4 separate regions of the Mus musculus genome follow, and regions 2, 3 and 4 are each linked to region 1. A link is a contact called in public promoter capture Hi-C data. All regions are on one chromosome and are shown on one strand. Each heading gives the region's core, a stretch centred on a gene start, on an enhancer-like site or on the middle of the called end of the contact. The rest is flanking DNA. Distances are from core to core; before and after follow the strand shown.

Evidence for each region. Promoter capture Hi-C pulls out the DNA fragments that hold promoters and counts their contacts. Capture Hi-C pulls out chosen DNA fragments and counts their contacts.
Region 2: a contact with region 1 is called in a promoter capture Hi-C map of pre-B cells, with 13 times the contacts expected there. The contact joins the promoter of Apip here to the promoter of Traf6 in region 1. A contact is called at or near these places in 7 of 39 promoter capture datasets (the 3T3-L1 cell line, the HPC-7 cell line, embryonic stem cells and 4 more), 11 of 484 Hi-C or Micro-C datasets (CD4 T cells, the N1E-115 cell line, cerebellar granule neurons and 6 more), 3 of 115 datasets of contacts at active chromatin or transcription factors (fibro-adipogenic progenitors, forebrain and large pre-B cells) and 2 of 9 other capture datasets (adipose tissue and liver).
Region 3: a promoter capture Hi-C map of embryonic stem cells shows a contact between it and region 1, with 9 times the contacts expected there. The contact joins the promoter of Cd44 here to the promoter of Traf6 in region 1. A contact is called at or near these places in 1 of 39 promoter capture datasets (embryonic stem cells) and 1 of 115 datasets of contacts at active chromatin or transcription factors (large pre-B cells).
Region 4: a contact with region 1 is called in a promoter capture Hi-C map of liver, with 4 times the contacts expected there. The contact joins the promoter of Abtb2 here to the promoter of Traf6 in region 1. A contact is called at or near these places in 1 of 39 promoter capture datasets (pre-B cells) and 1 of 9 other capture datasets (liver).

The regions. Positions count from the first base shown.
Region 1 is chr2:101,675,763-101,679,843 of GRCm38.p6, forward strand. Traf6 (TNF receptor-associated factor 6) reads left to right here and starts at 2,658. Exons shown (of 7, transcript NM_001303273.1): 1 at 2,658-2,858.
Region 2 is chr2:103,071,116-103,075,183 of GRCm38.p6, forward strand. Apip (APAF1 interacting protein) reads left to right here and starts at 2,560. Exons shown (of 7, transcript NM_019735.4): 1 at 2,560-2,726. The coding sequence starts at 2,673. Pdhx (pyruvate dehydrogenase complex, component X) reads right to left here and starts at 2,398. Exons shown (of 11, transcript NM_175094.5): 1 at 2,175-2,398. The coding sequence starts at 2,334.
Region 3 is chr2:102,899,221-102,903,239 of GRCm38.p6, forward strand. It overlaps Cd44 (CD44 antigen), which reads right to left and starts at 2,445. Exons shown (of 9, transcript NM_001039151.1): 1 at 2,048-2,445. The coding sequence starts at 2,126.
Region 4 is chr2:103,564,167-103,568,047 of GRCm38.p6, forward strand. It overlaps Abtb2 (ankyrin repeat and BTB (POZ) domain containing 2), which reads left to right and starts at 2,144. Exons shown (of 17, transcript NM_178890.3): 1 at 2,144-3,443. The coding sequence starts at 2,561.

The DNA of each region.
Region 1 (4,081 bases), core at 1,408-3,907:
GGGCTTAATGGCAAGTGCCTTTATCCATTGAACCACCTCAATAGCATCTCCTGGTTTTATTTTGTTAAAAAAATCTATGTTTGTTGTGATGATTATATTTTGTATACATTCTGTTTATTTATAAGATTATTGAACAAGGTATTTTCAGCTTGCGTCATCTTCGAGAACCTGAGTGTTCGGATTGCTACATCTGTCAGGAACTCTGCTAGTCAGCACATCTGGCTCCTCCATCTGTACAGAACTTCCCAGTCTGCAGAGCAGCTTCACTACGGTCTTATCTGAAACCACTTCAGCTTTGAGAAAGCAAACAAGGTAGATTTCATTCTAATGTTATAGATGAGGACACCTGATCAGAATCCAGTTTTGCTGAGGAGCAGAGCCAGAAGTGCAACTTCGGTATTCTGATTGGTCTTATCAGAAGAGAGGCTAAGAAGGAAATGTGTCTAAAAAATGGGTGGGATTGCACTTCAAATGCAACTATACCATCTCATTGACTTAAGACAAAAACGCTTCTTCCCTGCTCATCTTTTCCAAAGTAGAGGCTGACTTTCCAAGGTGACTCCCCCCTCCTCATGACACAAGAACTTACTTCTTCCTTCTGAAAGCTTCTTTCTCCTTGGTCTCCAGGGTTGTAATGGTTAATCTTGACTATCAACTTGATTGAGAAATACTTAGGTTGGTAAAGATGCCATTAATTAGAGCATCAGTTGACTGCTGGGAAAGGATAACACTCTGAAAAGTGGGTCTGGACTGAGAAGGTCGGTAGTGAGTATGGGGAAGCTTCAGTGTCTTGCTCTGGTCTTTTCCTCTCCCCCTCCCTCCCTCCCCCACCCTCTGCTTCCTGGCTTCTGTCCTGTGAGCTGTTCACCCTCTGCTCTGCTGTACACTCTTTGCTGTGGATTTATATGTCTGAAACTGGGAGCTAAGATTAAATGTTTTCTTCCTTAAGTTCCTCCTGTCACATATTTTGGTTACAGCTTTACAAAAGGAACTGACATGGTCATTAAACATAGGCAGCAGCATGGATGGAATCAGACGACAGGAGTCCTTCTCCATCACAGCTCGAGTCCTGACTTTCTCATGGCCCTGCCTGACTGCAAGCAGACAGAGATGTATACGTTCCCTATGCCCAAGACTCTCTATTATACAAAAAGTAGTAGGGTGTGTATAGGACTTGCAGAATTAGGATGAGGTCCCCCCCAAGAACATTCAGAAAAACAGTTTAAAGAAATGAACACAGAGCCGGGCGTGGTGGTGCACACCTTTAATCCCAGCACTTAGGAGGCAGAGGCAGGCGGATTTCTGAGTTCGAGGCCAGCCTGGTCTACAAAGTGAGTTCCAGGACAGCCAAGGCTACACAGAGAAACCCTGTGTTAAAAAACCAACCAACCAACAAACAAACAAACAAACAAAAACAAAAAGAAATAAACACAGAACACCTGATCTTTTTGAAAGCCTCTTGCTAAGTTCTCCCACATCAATTTTTTTTATTAGTTCACCTTGACAACAGTGTGTAAGGTACCACCCATGATGTAAACCTGTTCTATGATTTAGGAAGTGGAAGCTTGTAATGTCTGTCACGTGACTAACTTGCTCCAGAGGTCACACTAATAAATGAAGGAAATCCAATGCCCTGCCTTTTCTTTTCTCTGTGCCTCTCTCTCTCTCTTTTTTGTAGTGTGCGCATGTGTGTGTGTGTGTATGTGTATGTACGTGCACTTGCACACATGTGCATTATGTGCATGCCATTGTGTGCACTTGTAGTTCAGAGGACAACTTTTGGCAATAGGTTCTCTTCTACGGTGTAGGTTCTGGAGTTCCAGCGCATATCGTCAGGACTAAAGTCATGTTTCTTTACCCGCTGAGACATCTCACTGGTCCTTTACCCACCACTGACTTTGTAAGATGATCCCTTTTTGCATACCTCAGGAGTTTACTTATATAAGTGGAGGGGACAGCTATACGCAGAGTATTGCAATTCAACTTGCTTCCTTCTACTTCTTAAACTGCGTGATGAGCACACAGAAGCCTGGGTGTAGCTTTTTATACTCTTCATGCCTTAAACATTTCAAAGCACTTTTTAAAGGGGATAGAGGAAGAATTGAGTTTGAGTTGTACTAGATTCTTATGTTTGAAAGAATCCTTCTACTAAGATGTCAGCAAAAGATAGTATTATTGATATTTACTGCACATATTATTTCCTAGATGATTTTAAATAACTTATTTACATGTATCTACTTACCTTACCTAACAGCCTTAATACACAATAATACCTTTCATATCAGATGGAGAAGATGAGTCAAATTTTCAGATGAGGGTGAAAATCTTTTGGGCATCTATTGCATTGTGCCAGTTACAATCCGTAGATATTTGCATCCAGTTAAACTGAGAACTCAAAATAGCTCTCCCGTGACAATGTTGGAGAATGGGATCATGCAGATGGCAGCAATTGTGAAGAAATGTTTCATGCATGAGACGACTGTTTTGCACTGGTCCGAGGAAGGGCTACGTGATTAATGTAAGGTTCTGCCTATTGAGAAAACTTCTTTGCGAGGAAGGGCGGGGTAAGGCTTCAGCGTGGAGGACCACAGACAGGGGGCGGCCTCTCCCGCGGGGCCTCTTTGTCCCGGGGCGCGCTCCCCTCCCCTTGCTGCTCCTAGCGAGCTGAGAAGGCGGAAGCAGCGGCGGCCGCGGCTGGGGCTGAGGCTCCGGCCGTCGGCGGACGCAGCAGCCGCGGCCCACGAGCCGGGAGTTTGGCGTCGGAGCCACTTGGTCTCGGAGTGCCGTGTATGTAGGCGACGCGGCGCAGCCCGGGGAAGCCTTCCCAGTTGGTTGTGAAGTCTCAGCGTGTACGATCGGTGAGTGAGCGGCTTCGAACTAGAGTTCCGGCGGCCGCGGGCCCGGGAGAGTCACCCCCGGTTCCCCACGGGACAGGGACCTGTCGCCGCGAGCCCTCGCTTCCCACAGATAGGACTGGCCATCTCCACGTCCTCCCTCGGGTCCGGGACTCCGCCCCCTTGCCCCCTCTCGTCTGGGTAGCCCTGGGACCCCCTGTCTCAGCACAAAGCCACCTCTGTCCCTGTCGCCTGACAGGTGCAGGATGCGCCCACAGTCCTCCCACGAGCCGGAGGAGCCCTCTGTGCCCTCCCCGGGACTGCGGGTCTCCCCTGCTCTAGCCCCACAGGTCCTGAACCCGCCCCTGGTTTAGGAGCCTCTCCTGGCGTTTCTGTCGCCTTCCGGCACACGGCATCCCTCTCCCCAGCCCCTCTCTTCCTCACCTGGTGTTTTCCCCTGTCCGGGGAAGGAAATCGCCTGCTGGGTTTTCCCGTCCCTTCCAGCTTAAATTAAGAAAAGAAAAGAAAAGAAAAGAAAAGAAAAGAAAAGAAAAGAAGAAAAGAGAAAATCCCTTCAAACTCCCAGAGTGCAGGGGAAAACTTTTTGTGTGCCCTTTTAAATTCGAGAGCGGTTCTAACCTAAGCAGCAAGTTTAAAAAAAAAAAAAGTACGCTGACACCAATGTTCCCCTCCCCACCCCTGCGCTCTCTCGATTGTTCCAGACGCCGTGTTGCTAAAGCTGTTCCTAGTATTTGGCTTCAGGGGAACTCCGGATGAGACTTAGACTGTCTTTGTGTGTGAACAGAAAGCACCTAACGCTTGGATGTATAGGATTAGCTTGTTTTCTGAGAGCAGTCCGCTAGCCTGTGACAGACGTCTAGAAACGAGAACAATTTGTCACAGCCGAAGTATTATATTGGCTTTGAGACTTGAGCTGCTGGCCTTTCATACCTCCTTTGAGGATGCCGGGGTGGGGAGAGCTCTTTTTGGTTTTTGAAATGGAGGGTAAAGAGGTGTCATGTGACTCGAGGAAAGTGTTTGAACCAGTGGCTTAGCCACATGATAGATACAAGAATCATATTTGAGTTTCAGCCTTGATGCCCTGTATATACTATTTCAGTATTATAGCCCTGTTTTACTTGATATCTGCTCCTCATCAGTTTTAGTCACTTGACTTGTATAAAAGAGGGTCCAAAATTCTTGGGTTTTAGAGATGCGAACAATCTTCGAGTAAGGAAAAGATCCTT
Region 2 (4,068 bases), core at 1,310-3,809, 1.4 Mb after region 1:
TTTAAAATCCTACATAAGTATGTGAAAGAGAAGTGGGTTCACTAAATGCACCTAATTCAGTCTCTGATGATACAAAAACCAGCTTAGTTTTATTAAAGTACGAGGATGAAAAAAAAAAAAAAAAAAAGAAAGCCAACCCTCTAAGTTCATGTTTTCTAAAATAATTAATGTATTCAAGTAGCTTAACAAAATCGTATTGGTAAGAGTTGGTAGAAAGATTCGGGCTCCACATGTAGCATAATGCCTCTATTGGAGGTCTCTGTCATAATGTCCGAAATCTACAAATATGCTATCTCACAGAACAAGACAGAATTAAGATGAACGTGGATGGAGGTTGTTATCAACTGATCCTGAGATGGGGAAAAATCCATTATCCTGCTGGGCCCAACATAGCAACAAGACTTCATCCTCTCGATGGAAGCGAGGTAGGAGGAAGTGTGGAGAGATACAAGTGTGCTCAATACTAGACTCGCTGTTACTGAGCTGGAGGAGAGACAGGAACTAAGAGCCCACAAATCTGAGAAGGCTTTGGATGGAAAAAAAAAAGCAAAAACAAACAAACAAACAAACAAACTAAAACAAAACAAAACAAGGAAACAGATTGCCTACTAGAACCTCCAAAGAAGACAATCCTGGCTAGACGCCTTGACTTTAGCCTAGTGAGATTCATTTTATACTTCTGACCCCAAAAGCTTTAAGACAATGAATGTGTACTTTAAGTGGATAGTGGGTAGTGATAATAAAACTACTCAGTTTGCCTTGGGATTCAGCACCATCTTCCTACAAATGATGCCGACAGACAAGGTGTTCAAGGTATCTACCCGGAGGTAGAGGATAAGTCCAGGTAAAATGCCAAGACTTAGCAGATGAAAACTATCCATGTGAATTTCTAAAGGCAGAAGCAGCTGACTCTAAGAAAAATCTTGGAAACTACTCATTTTTTGTGTCTAAGAACACACACTCTTTCCTTTTTAAACAGAGTTTAGGAAATTCACACTCTCAAAAAGACCTCACAAGCAAGGATAGGCCATTTCACAGGTATTTTTCCCAATCTAAGCTTTCATATTCCTCGATGTTTTGAGGCAGGGAGTCTCAAAAGTGTGCTCCATTAAACTCACAACAGTATAAGGTGCAGATTCCTGAGTCAGAGTTTCTGCTAAGTGTAGGCAAGTTCAGTTTTAACAAATGAGGACCAGGCAGAGAAAATATTATATACTATACAGTTAAAGACAATATCCAGGAAGTATTTATTAAACATTACTCCAAAAATGACTTAGGTAAATTGTCCCTATTAGCCCCTCTTTAGAAATCTCAGCACACGGATTTTATTGTTTTTCTTTTTCTTTTTTTTTGTTTTGTTTTGTGGCCTCAGACAGCTCAGAAAGTGTGGGCTAGGCCTACTGTACCAGGTGGTGGTAAGAATGATTACTTAAATGTCTAATGGTTTCTAAAACTGTTTTCTGTGCCCCCATCCTAACCCCCAGCCCATATTCATACACGTAAGGAAGAATAATGCCAGGTCTGCCATTTTATATGCTGTATGTTAAATAACGGAAGGACAGTGGGTATATCTCCGAGTTCAATATCACTGCTTAAGAACAATTTTATGTAATAGGCTGTATGAATTTCATGCCACATATTTTACTTGAAACATTCTAGCAATGTCTGTGATTCTGTATTTTCTAAGTTAAGTCTTGTATGCTGCATACATTAAGTGCAGTAAGATTTAAAGTTTTCCAATAGGGACAGGTCCTTTGAATGAATCAGTATGGGTAATAGTGGCTTTGAATGTATGGGCAGCTATATTACATTAGAGAGGAATGGTAAAATTAAAGAAATTTGACATGTGATTGATAAGGGTCTAAAATAGAGGGATTTAAAACAGACCCTCCCTAGGTGACATCGAAATTTCTCAAATTCTAAAGCAAGGTCACAGAGAAGCCATGTAGCCCTGAAGGCAGGCCAAGGACGGAACCATGCTCTCCCAAGTCTGAAGACAGTTCTTTTGCCGCATGCCATAGGCTAAGTCAGCAGGCCCGTTTCTGGGGGAGGTTGAAAGGAACAGGAAGAGTCCGCACTTAACCTCACAAACCGTGTCCCCAATCAAGAAAGCCCCTGACCCAGGCCCCATTGCTCAGCTAAAGAGAGAAGTGGAGCGAGCGCAAGCCACTCACCCTGCAGCAGCTGAGTACTGTGAAACCACCTCCAACTTGCTCCACGGTCGACAGGCCAAGCAGCAGCACCCTGAGCCAGTCCCAGGCTTCGACGGCTGCTAAATCCCAGAAGGTACCGAAGCAGCGGCTGGTTACAGTGAAGCCTCCAGGAGGCCGCCATCTTCCCGGCTTTCTCCGGGAAAGCTCGCAAGTCAACTAGATTGGCGGCCTCAAGGCCCGTCCAGGCCCCGCCTTGCATGGGCTGGCCCCGCCCACAGCGCACGCTCCCCGCCTTGGACTGGAGGACTAGTCCTTCTAACACCGCCTCCAACCTTCACGGGCACGCCCACCGGCCGGTTTGCGCCGCCGCAGATTCTCCAAAGGGACGAGGTCCCCCTCAGACTCCGCCTCTCACTCTTGCTCCGCCCCCAGGCTGCCCGCTCTGTCGCCTAATAGCGTTCTGCCGGCCGCTCAGACTTGGAACGAGCGCGGGACAGATAACGGAGCAGAGTCAGAACCATGTCTGGCTGTCAAGCTCAAGGAGACTGTTGCTCGCGGCCGTGTGGCGCGCAGGTAAGGACGGCGGTCTACAGCAGGCGAGGTGGGGTCACGGGCCGCGGGGTGGGGCTTCGGCCAGGAGCTCTAGGCGGCTAATTCCTAACCCAGTCCGCGAAAGTCAGAGGCCCCTCTGTGCTAGTAGGACTGCTCTACCGGAATTGTCAGGCACCCCAAAGGGCACTCTTTTGGGCAGTTGTCCTTGCCTATCTTACTTGACGTTATGAGGTGGGAGCTCTTGGAAATGATTCTTCTTTAAGGAAAATGGGCCCTGGGGCAACATGGGTTTTCTTTCAGTTAAACAGGACGCAGGCTTATGAAATGCCTTCTAGTGCTAAGAAAATGGTGAACTAGCGAACTAGAAGAATAAACAGCTTCGATACTAACTGATAAGCCCTGCAGAAGACTCAGGGGAAGTCCACAAAATTATATCTTTACTAACCTTTCGTCTAGCCAAGGGGTCTCAATTTAAAATAAAACAGGAAATATTTAATGCAGAGCATCTGAACTATTATTGTCTTGGAATAAGTGGCTTTTCACAAATTCTTTATAAACCTTGAAATTAGGCACGACTGAAAGGGAGATTTTGCATATAGGACACAGGTCCCTGGTGGCCATCCCTATATATGGAGAACGAGGAAAGTAGAAGCAATGTATCAGAATCAAGGTGCATTGATAGCAGACATGTTTGTCATCCCTTATTAGTAAATCTTGGTGACGGTCATCATAGAAATACAGATTTTTTTTTCATACTAAGTGTTGTGCCAGATCAGCAAAATAACCTGTGATTCAAGAGCTGTGATTGAATTTATCAAGACAGAAAATAGCCACATACAAAAAAGAAGCTGAAGATGTTTTTCAAGTATAGAAGGAGAAGTGGGTGGTTTCAGATGGTGATTTGTCAAAGACTTTTGAATACCTAGCATTTTAGATTGGCCCATATTTTGAGGAAACCACAAAGAAAACTCTAGGACCACCATATACCTCAACTAGAGATCTCATTACATGTCTCTAGCCTCTTCTTGCTGTTTGGAGGTATAGACGCAGTGTCAAATTCTGCTTTTTTGAGGGACACTTAGAAAGTCATATTCTGTGTGAAATTTCCTGATTCAAAAATGTTGGCTTGAGTTCTAAGTGTTGTGCAGATCAAATAAACGACTTTGGTCTGTGTTGGGGGGTGGGGGGTCACTATTGCTGTGGTGAAACACCATGACCAAAGAAAGCAACTTGGGGAGGAAAGGGTTTATGTTGCTTCTACTTCTACTTCACTGCTCATCATAGAAGGAAGTCCGGACAGGAGTACAGGCGAGCAGGAACCTGGAGGCAGGAACTGATACAGATGCATAGAGGGGTGCTGCTT
Region 3 (4,019 bases), core at 1,195-3,694, 1.2 Mb after region 1:
ACGCCACCCCTCCCCAACGCCCCTCCACCTCCATTCCCCACCCTCCCCACCCTCAGCCCCACCACCAGCAACTTTGCTGGTCTCAGTGCTTCCTCATCATCTTCCCAAACCAGTCACTCCCAGAATGGGGCAACCATGATGCCTCTCTTCTCCCTCCCCTTTCTCTTTCACACACATCCTGTGCTAAGTCACATCTCATTTCAGAGTCTCAGTTCCTTCATCGGCTTTACAAGGGCGTGAAAGCCAGGGTCCATGGAGCTGCTGCTACTGGCACCAGCTCTACTTGTCCTGGAGCCACACTGTACAACAAGAAGGTAGAAACCCCAAGGCAGAAGAGAGCCTGCTGGCCTCAGAACCTGACTCCAGGGGGGGTTGGAAGGGCAACAGGTATCTGGGAGTAGACCTTTTAGAATAGCCGGGAGACAGGCCAGGAAAATGTGGGAGTTCGGCTCCTCAGCCCCAACAAAGGTGGGAGCAGTGTGCCAACCTTCCTCCTGTCCTCTGAGGTCAGGTCCAGGCTCTCTCTGTCCTTCCCTCATCCATCCTGAATGTTTCTGCCTTCCAATGGATCCTAGGAGCTCTGGCTCCCTATGGGAGCCTCCACTGCAGCCTCTGCTGGCTAGACTGTTACTGTCCCTGAAGGTCTTTTCAACTTTGTCTAGCACTTGCTTTTAGATATCCCATGGCAGTCTAAGCTAGGGAACTTAATGAACCCAAGTTCACACCCAGCCCCACTCCTTGCTGTGTGACTAGGGGAAGTCACCTAACCTCTCTGAGCCTCTGTTTCCCTACTGGTAAGGTGTTGGGGGGAGCATTTGTCACCAAATCACCATGAGGATAAAATGAGATAGCTTATGTGAATTACCTAACATAGCACAGCAAAGAACACACACACAAATGGCCAATAGTGTCCTACTGCAATTATTATTTGCATTACTTCTGCATCAGCATTCAAAATTTAACATTCAACAATGGAGGTGCGATTTTCTAATCCCAACGTACCATGTCTAAAAAGAAAAAAAAACCCAGTTTGGCACCCCTTACCCCCAGAACTGGATTTAGTAATTCTTGTTGAGAGGAACTCACTGAAGTCTGAGCTGACTTAATGACCTAGCTGGCACTTCTTCAAAGAAAATTTAACTATGCTGATGATAACCAAAGCCTTCGTGGAATTATCTGTTCATATATAGATAAAGGAGGGGGGACGCTTGAAAATGAGCCATACTGGATATTTGGCCCAAGCTCCTCCTCTCCACAGCCACCAAAGTCACCAACCACATTTAGATGGGATATTAGGGACTGCGCTAAAGTTCACAGGTTACCCTGATACAGGTCCCCTCCTGCTCTGAGGCTGCCAGGCAGCAAATATGAACCCTGTTGCTGTTTGACTTTGCCTAGACTGCAAGCACTGCGCGGCTGGTCGAATTATTGCTCCGGTTATGTGTCCTCCTTGGTCCATGTTGGAACCTTTAGGCCACTCAGAGCCTCACACAAACCAGTTCAAACTCCCACAAGCTAAAATAAAGCCGTTGGTGACCAAAGCTGACTTTAAGAGCCCCGAAAACTAGTCAAAGCTGGGACCCACTGTCTTCAGCTTTTCAAGGCTCCTTTCTGAAAAGCTCATTGCCCAATCTCTGGCCTGTAGCTATGTGCACACCTTGGGGAGTGCTCTACAGGTCTGTTCCAGTGTCTGCCTCTACCTGCCTAGCCACAGTTAGCCAGGCTTGGGGAGCCCTTGAGCACCAGAGCCTGTTAGTCGGGACAGAGGCTGCGGGCATCCAAGAGTACAGTTACTTTTGAGCCATGTGCTCCAGCAAGCATGGGGACCTCGCCCAAAATCTGCGGGCAACTTGCCCAGCAAACTTTCTTCTCCCTTTCTCTTTTCCTTTCACCAAAGCAGCACTTCCCAGGCGTAAACTCTTTCCAATAGCATAGCCCCAAATCCCAGCTTTGCTTTGCTAGCCCAATTCACTACAGTCCCTCCCCAGGGCGATTCAACCCAGAGGCATCCAGCTGGAGTCCTCAGGCGCGGTGGCGGGCCACTCACCGATCTGCTGATGTGGATGTGCCAGGCTCAACTGCAAGAGGCAAAGTCCCCAAGCTGTGTGCCACCAAAACTTGTCCATGGCGTGCTGGATGAAACGGAGGGATCTAGTCGCCTCTGGAAAAGGGTCGTGGGGAGAAGGGCAACGAGGGTGAATGGAACCTGTCACTGGCTGGGGGCTGCTGGGCAATGAGACCGCTTCGGAAGTTGGCTGTGGTTTTTATTCCAGGCTTTGAAAGAGTGAGTGACCTAAGAGGGAGGGAGCGCGCGAAGGACACACCCAAAGCGAGGGGGCTGTGACTAAGCAGCCAACGGAAGTTTAAAGACACACCAGCCTGCTTTCGCTACTGCCCCTGCACTCCTGCCCTGCTCTCTTGGACAGAAGAGAATGGCCGCCCCCCTCCCCCCCCCAGCCCCCGTGCGCCCACGTTCTCCAGGGCCACTCCACAGGCTTCCTACCCTGGCCCAGCCTACCAGCCTATGAGAAGCGCTGCCTGGGACAAGGAGAATGACTGAGTTCTAAGACCTCGCCCCTCTCAGTTAAATCTTCCAGTTTCTCCTTTGCCACTAAACTTGGGAACCTGGCTAGGGAAAGACTGGTTTTCCCAGGAAGCTGAGGAAGCTGGACTTATCTTAGGGAGGAACTGAAGAAAGAAAGAGGCTGAAGGGAGAGAGAGAGAGAGAGAGAGAGAGAGAGAGAGAGAGGGAGAGGGAGAGATCCATCCTAGTGGAGAGTGCTTTCCTGGCCAGGGTGGGGACTGAAAAGTGGGGAACTTGTGGGAGTGTTCTTTCCTCTTTCCCTCTGAGAGAAGTCCAAACCGCTCATCTGATCTTTGATCCGGGGAAAACCCAAGGGTGCTCAACACATTTCATTCATGCTCTCAAAATATCTACCAATTTCTTAAATCCTTCTCGGACTCACAATCCACCCATCCATTCCTCTGTCCACCCATCTTCCTTCTGCAAATGCACTAATCTAGCCATACTACACCTGCCCACCAATTCTTGTATTCGCCCACCTGCACAACTTTTCAATCCTTTTCACACCCCTCCTCAGCTCATATCTGTTCATCATATTTCCTATCCATCCCGACGCACATACATGGTTCCCGTCTCTCATTCTACCCATCCCCATATCCACTCACACATTTAACTGTTCTTTCTTGTTTACATTTTATATTCTCTTTGCTGCAAACTTTAATACATTCAAATTCCCCTTTACATCTTGATACATTTCAAAGAGGGATGCACATTTGCCATAGTCTTCAAGGGAGAAATCTCAAGGCTGAAAATCGGGGAAAATCGTATGTAAAATTGCAATTCCCTATCTTCTCTAATACCCTGCAAGTTGCAATTTGGATATCAAAAGCTCTGTTTATTTTTAATGTGAACTAAATCTGAGTGGACTTCTTGCTGAATGAGAAACACAGAAGGCATGGCCAGGGCAGGACCCGGAATGAATCATGCCAGAATTTCTGAAGGAAAATGATATTTTGGGATTTACTGAAAGAAACTGAGAAAGTGAGAGAAATGTACACAGCCACCTGTCCATCCATTTATTCATCAAGCACGTAATGAGTGCCAGAGGGTTTCAAGAGAAGCAATCCTGGTTTGGTCTAGGCACTAGCTCCCACACAAGCCAGTGGCTGCTGCAGTATAAAATATACTGCAAACTACAGCTAGGACTGGGAAGATGGCACAGTGATAAAGTGCTTGCTGCCAAGCATGGGACAAGTTAGATCCTTGGAACCCACATGGTGCCTTAGGCAAGTTGTCCTCTACCTGTCACAGGCCTGCCACATACACACAATTAATAACTGTTAAAATGATTAAAAATAATCATTTTATTTTTCAGCCAGCTTTTTCTGTGTATAGACTAAAAGTATTCGTAAGAATTGCATTTGTTCCGAGTATCTACAAGCTTTTTGCTTTTGACTATTTTGTGAACCACACAACTTAACTGCTATGTATCACA
Region 4 (3,881 bases), core at 894-3,393, 1.9 Mb after region 1:
GAAAGGTGTTTGTGAAGGCCAAAGGTGCTGGAGTTACAGACTATCCAATGTGGGTATTGGAAGTTGAACTTGGGTCTTCTGCAAAGGCAGTATGGACTCTTAATCACTGACCTACTTTTCTGGCCCAATGCTTTAAATTAACTTCTAAATTAAAAACCTAAGTATGTTCTATAGCTTGTGAATGGTTGATGTATCTTCTAAGTATCGTTTAATGTACAGAGCTGCTCTTTCTTCCCTCGATTTTCTTGCTATCTCTTAAAGAAATCCAGTTATTTGTCTAGGACCCTTGTGGGGCAGTTTAACACCCATGAAAGTCCGGGATTTCATTCTTGGTGTGTTTCTCTTTTTATCCTCTTTTTGGGGTTTTGTCAAAACCCAGGCTGGCTTCAAGTCAGCCCTCCTGCTTATCTCCTCGGTCCTGAGGTTACAGATATGAATAACCACATCTATATCCAAATTGGGCATGTTTATCTTTACATTTTAAGTCATCATGTGATTTAAATACACCAATACAAATATCCCATATTTTGTGTAAGAAGCACTCCAAATCACCTTTTTAGTTAATGTACCTTCCCAGTCAGCCTTTTGAAGAAAATGAACAAAGAAAAAAAAAAATTACTTCCTCTGGATATCCACTAGAGGACGATATTTCCTTTATTATATTTCTCATAATGGGTATTAAATCCATCAAACGGTTTTTCGTGTTTTCTGACAAGTTGAACCTCTAATTTAACTTCTAATTTCGCCTCTATAAAATGTGACTCTGTTAATTTGATGACTTATGCCTTGCACAGTACTTCCGTCCTTGACTCTGTTTCCAATTCTATGGCATCAGGAGGCAACGTCTCATGTACCCCAGGAAAGGAAAAAATTAAGTAAAACTGCCAAATAAAAAATCGCTTTATGGGGAAAGGGATCATTAATTTAAGGAAAGAGACAAACCAGACTTTTCTAGTTCGTATCCAACTCACGGCCCAAGGTCAGAACTGTAAAGTACAGCACAAAGGAGCTATTCAGGAGCTGGCGAAGAGGACTTGGGACGAACGTTGTGCACAATCCGCGCTTTGATTTTGCAGTCCTGCTGGAGGGGGGCTGGTGCACGCTTGTGCACGTGCGTGTGAATAGTTATGGAGGAGCAGCTGGTCCTCCGAGAGCTGGGCGTGGATCTATGCAATCAGTAGCTCTCTAGCGAGCCGCTTGGGGTGCACCTGGGCGCTACTGGAAGGACAGCAATTCACTGTACCCAGGAGGCACCGAGTCCCGAGGGGGAAGAAGACCTGCGGACCCGCACATCATGCCAGCAAGTCCTTAAAAGGGAACACCTGCATGCACGAGGTGTTCAGCGCAGGTCCTCGTTTTTCATCTGGTTCCTTGCAGGCACTCCCTCCCACCTTGGACAAAAAGGATCCGCCTGATAGTACACCGGTAGGAGGAAAGCCGTTCATTCTTTAGGTTTGGACTCCCACCTCCTAGATAATCCTTGGAAAACAGTGGACTGTAACAGTGGATACAGGGGTGTGATCACAGGCCTCTGAGTGCCGGGCTATTTTCAGGTCCCAGTTTAAGATAGTCTGTTTCGATTGGAGCCTAAAGTCAATATAAACAAAACTAGATAGATCTGAGAAGAGAAGCAGAGGTGCTCCCCTGCCCTCCAAACATAAATAGCTTTTCATTTCTCAAAAGAGAAGGAGGAGGGGCTTGGTAGAAAGTCGACAAGAAAGGTGAGTCGGGTCTCCTCCCAGTTTTCTTTTCCTACTGCCCTGGGCTGGGTGCTCACAGCTTTACAAGGAGCTGCCTGCCTAAGTCTAAAGCATAGAAGGCGGGAAAGGGACAGCACATAGGGGCTTTTCCTTTTCGTTTATCTTTTAATCCTCAGCGCTGGGGCCTGTTTTCGGGTTCCCCCGGCTTTCTGGGTCTCTGCGCCCCACCTCCTTGCCAGCTCGCTCGCTTGTTCTCCCCACCCAACCCCCTCAGCCATACCCACCCGCTACACCCCATTCTCGGTGATTTGCATATTTCCCGCCCCTCTCGGAAACCATTGGCATAGCCCTTGCCCGGCGTGGCTGATGATTGGTGAACCGCCCGGGTGTATTTGCATGCGGGCCGCTCCAGAGGACCTATCTGTGTCTGTAACCCGCGCCCCGTAGAAGTTTGTGGAGCGCTTTCTCAGCGGCTGGTCCCAGACGGACCTCGGGCGCCTCGCTCTTCGGTGGCCGCCCCGTTTTCTCGGGATTCTTTCTGTGGTGATGGACTCTCCGGACGCTCTGTAAGGGAAGCTGAGAGCTGGCGGCGCGAGTTCAGAGGAGGAGGGCTGGGAAGTCCGTTCGCTGACAGCGGCGCGACTGAACGCGGACGGCGTCGGGCTCCGGCCGGCTGAGAGCTTCGCCTACCTTCCCGCGGCCTGTGCGCGGGCGATGCTGCGGCCCCGAGGCGCGGCGCGGCGAGCACGGAGGGCGCCTCCGAGAGCCTAGAGCTGGTTTCCGCCCCCTTCCCCCGGGGCAAGTGGGCATGGAACAGTGAGAGCCCCTCGCTCGGCGAGGCCGCGCGCGGAGGCTCCCCCATGGCCGGGACATACAGCTCCACATTGAAGACTCTGGAGGACTTGACCTTGGACTCCGGGTATGGGGCCGGCGACTCCTGCCGCTCGCTCAGCCTTTCGTCTTCCAAGTCCAACTCGCAGGCGCTCAACTCTTCGGCGCAGCAGCACCGCGGGGCGGCCTGGTGGTGCTACTCCGGCTCCATGAACAGCCGCCACAACAGCTGGGACACGGTGAACACAGTGCTGCCCGAGGATCCCGAAGTGGCCGACCTCTTCTCCCGCTGCCCGCGGCTCCCGGAGCTGGAGGAGTTCCCTTGGACCGAGGGAGACGTGGCCCGGGTGCTCCGCAAAAGCGTCGGCGGCCGGAGGCTGCCCTCGTTCTCCGCCGAGGCTGTGAGACGCTTGGCCGGACTCCTCCGCCGGGCGCTCATCCGCGTGGCCCGGGAGGCGCAGCGCCTTAGCGTGCTGCACGCTAAGTGCACCCGCTTCGAGGTGCAGAGTGCGGTGCGCCTGGTGCACAGCTGGGCGCTGGCCGAGAGCTGCGCACTGGCAGCGGTCAAGGCGTTGTCCCTCTACAGCATGAGCGCTGGGGATGGGCTGCGCCGCGGCAAGTCGGCGCGCTGCGGCCTCACTTTCTCCGTGGGCCGCTTCTTCCGTTGGATGGTGGACACTCGCATCTCCGTGCGCATCCATGAGTACGCGGCCATCTCGCTAACGGCTTGCATGGAGAACCTGGTGGAGGAGATCCGGGCCAGGGTGCTGGCGAGCCAGAGCCCAGATGGCGGAGGGGCAGGAGGTGGAGAGGTATCCGCTGAGGCCTTGGAGATGGTCATCAACAACGACGCCGAGCTCTGGGGAGTCCTGCAACCCTATGAGCATCTCATCTGTGGCAAGAACGCCAATGGTAAGCACGAGGGGGGTGTGGGTGAAGGGAACCTTGACCTACAGGCTGGGTGGGCCACCCCAGGAGTGGATTTTCTTAGGAGCAAGCTGTGAAGTGAACCACCGGAATTCTGGGAGAATTCTTAAGTGGAAATCTTGTCAAAGGTTGTTTTAGGTGTCTAACTTTTGAGGATAAAGTTGTGGTTAGTGTTCTGTTGACTGTACACTAATTGAGTGAGAATGGGTGCGTGGACCAAACTACTCCTGAACCCTCTAAAGTGAGTCTTGCTGCCCTGCTACGGTTTTCCCTGTTAGTTGGATCTCTAGGAGTCTATTTTCACCTCACCATAGGTAGATTGTGGTTCTTCTGGTGTTGTCTCAGCACTGTGGCAGCAAGCAGCCCAGGGGTCTGTACTCTCAACACCTGAGCCTTGGATAAATGGGATGGGTAGATTAGAAT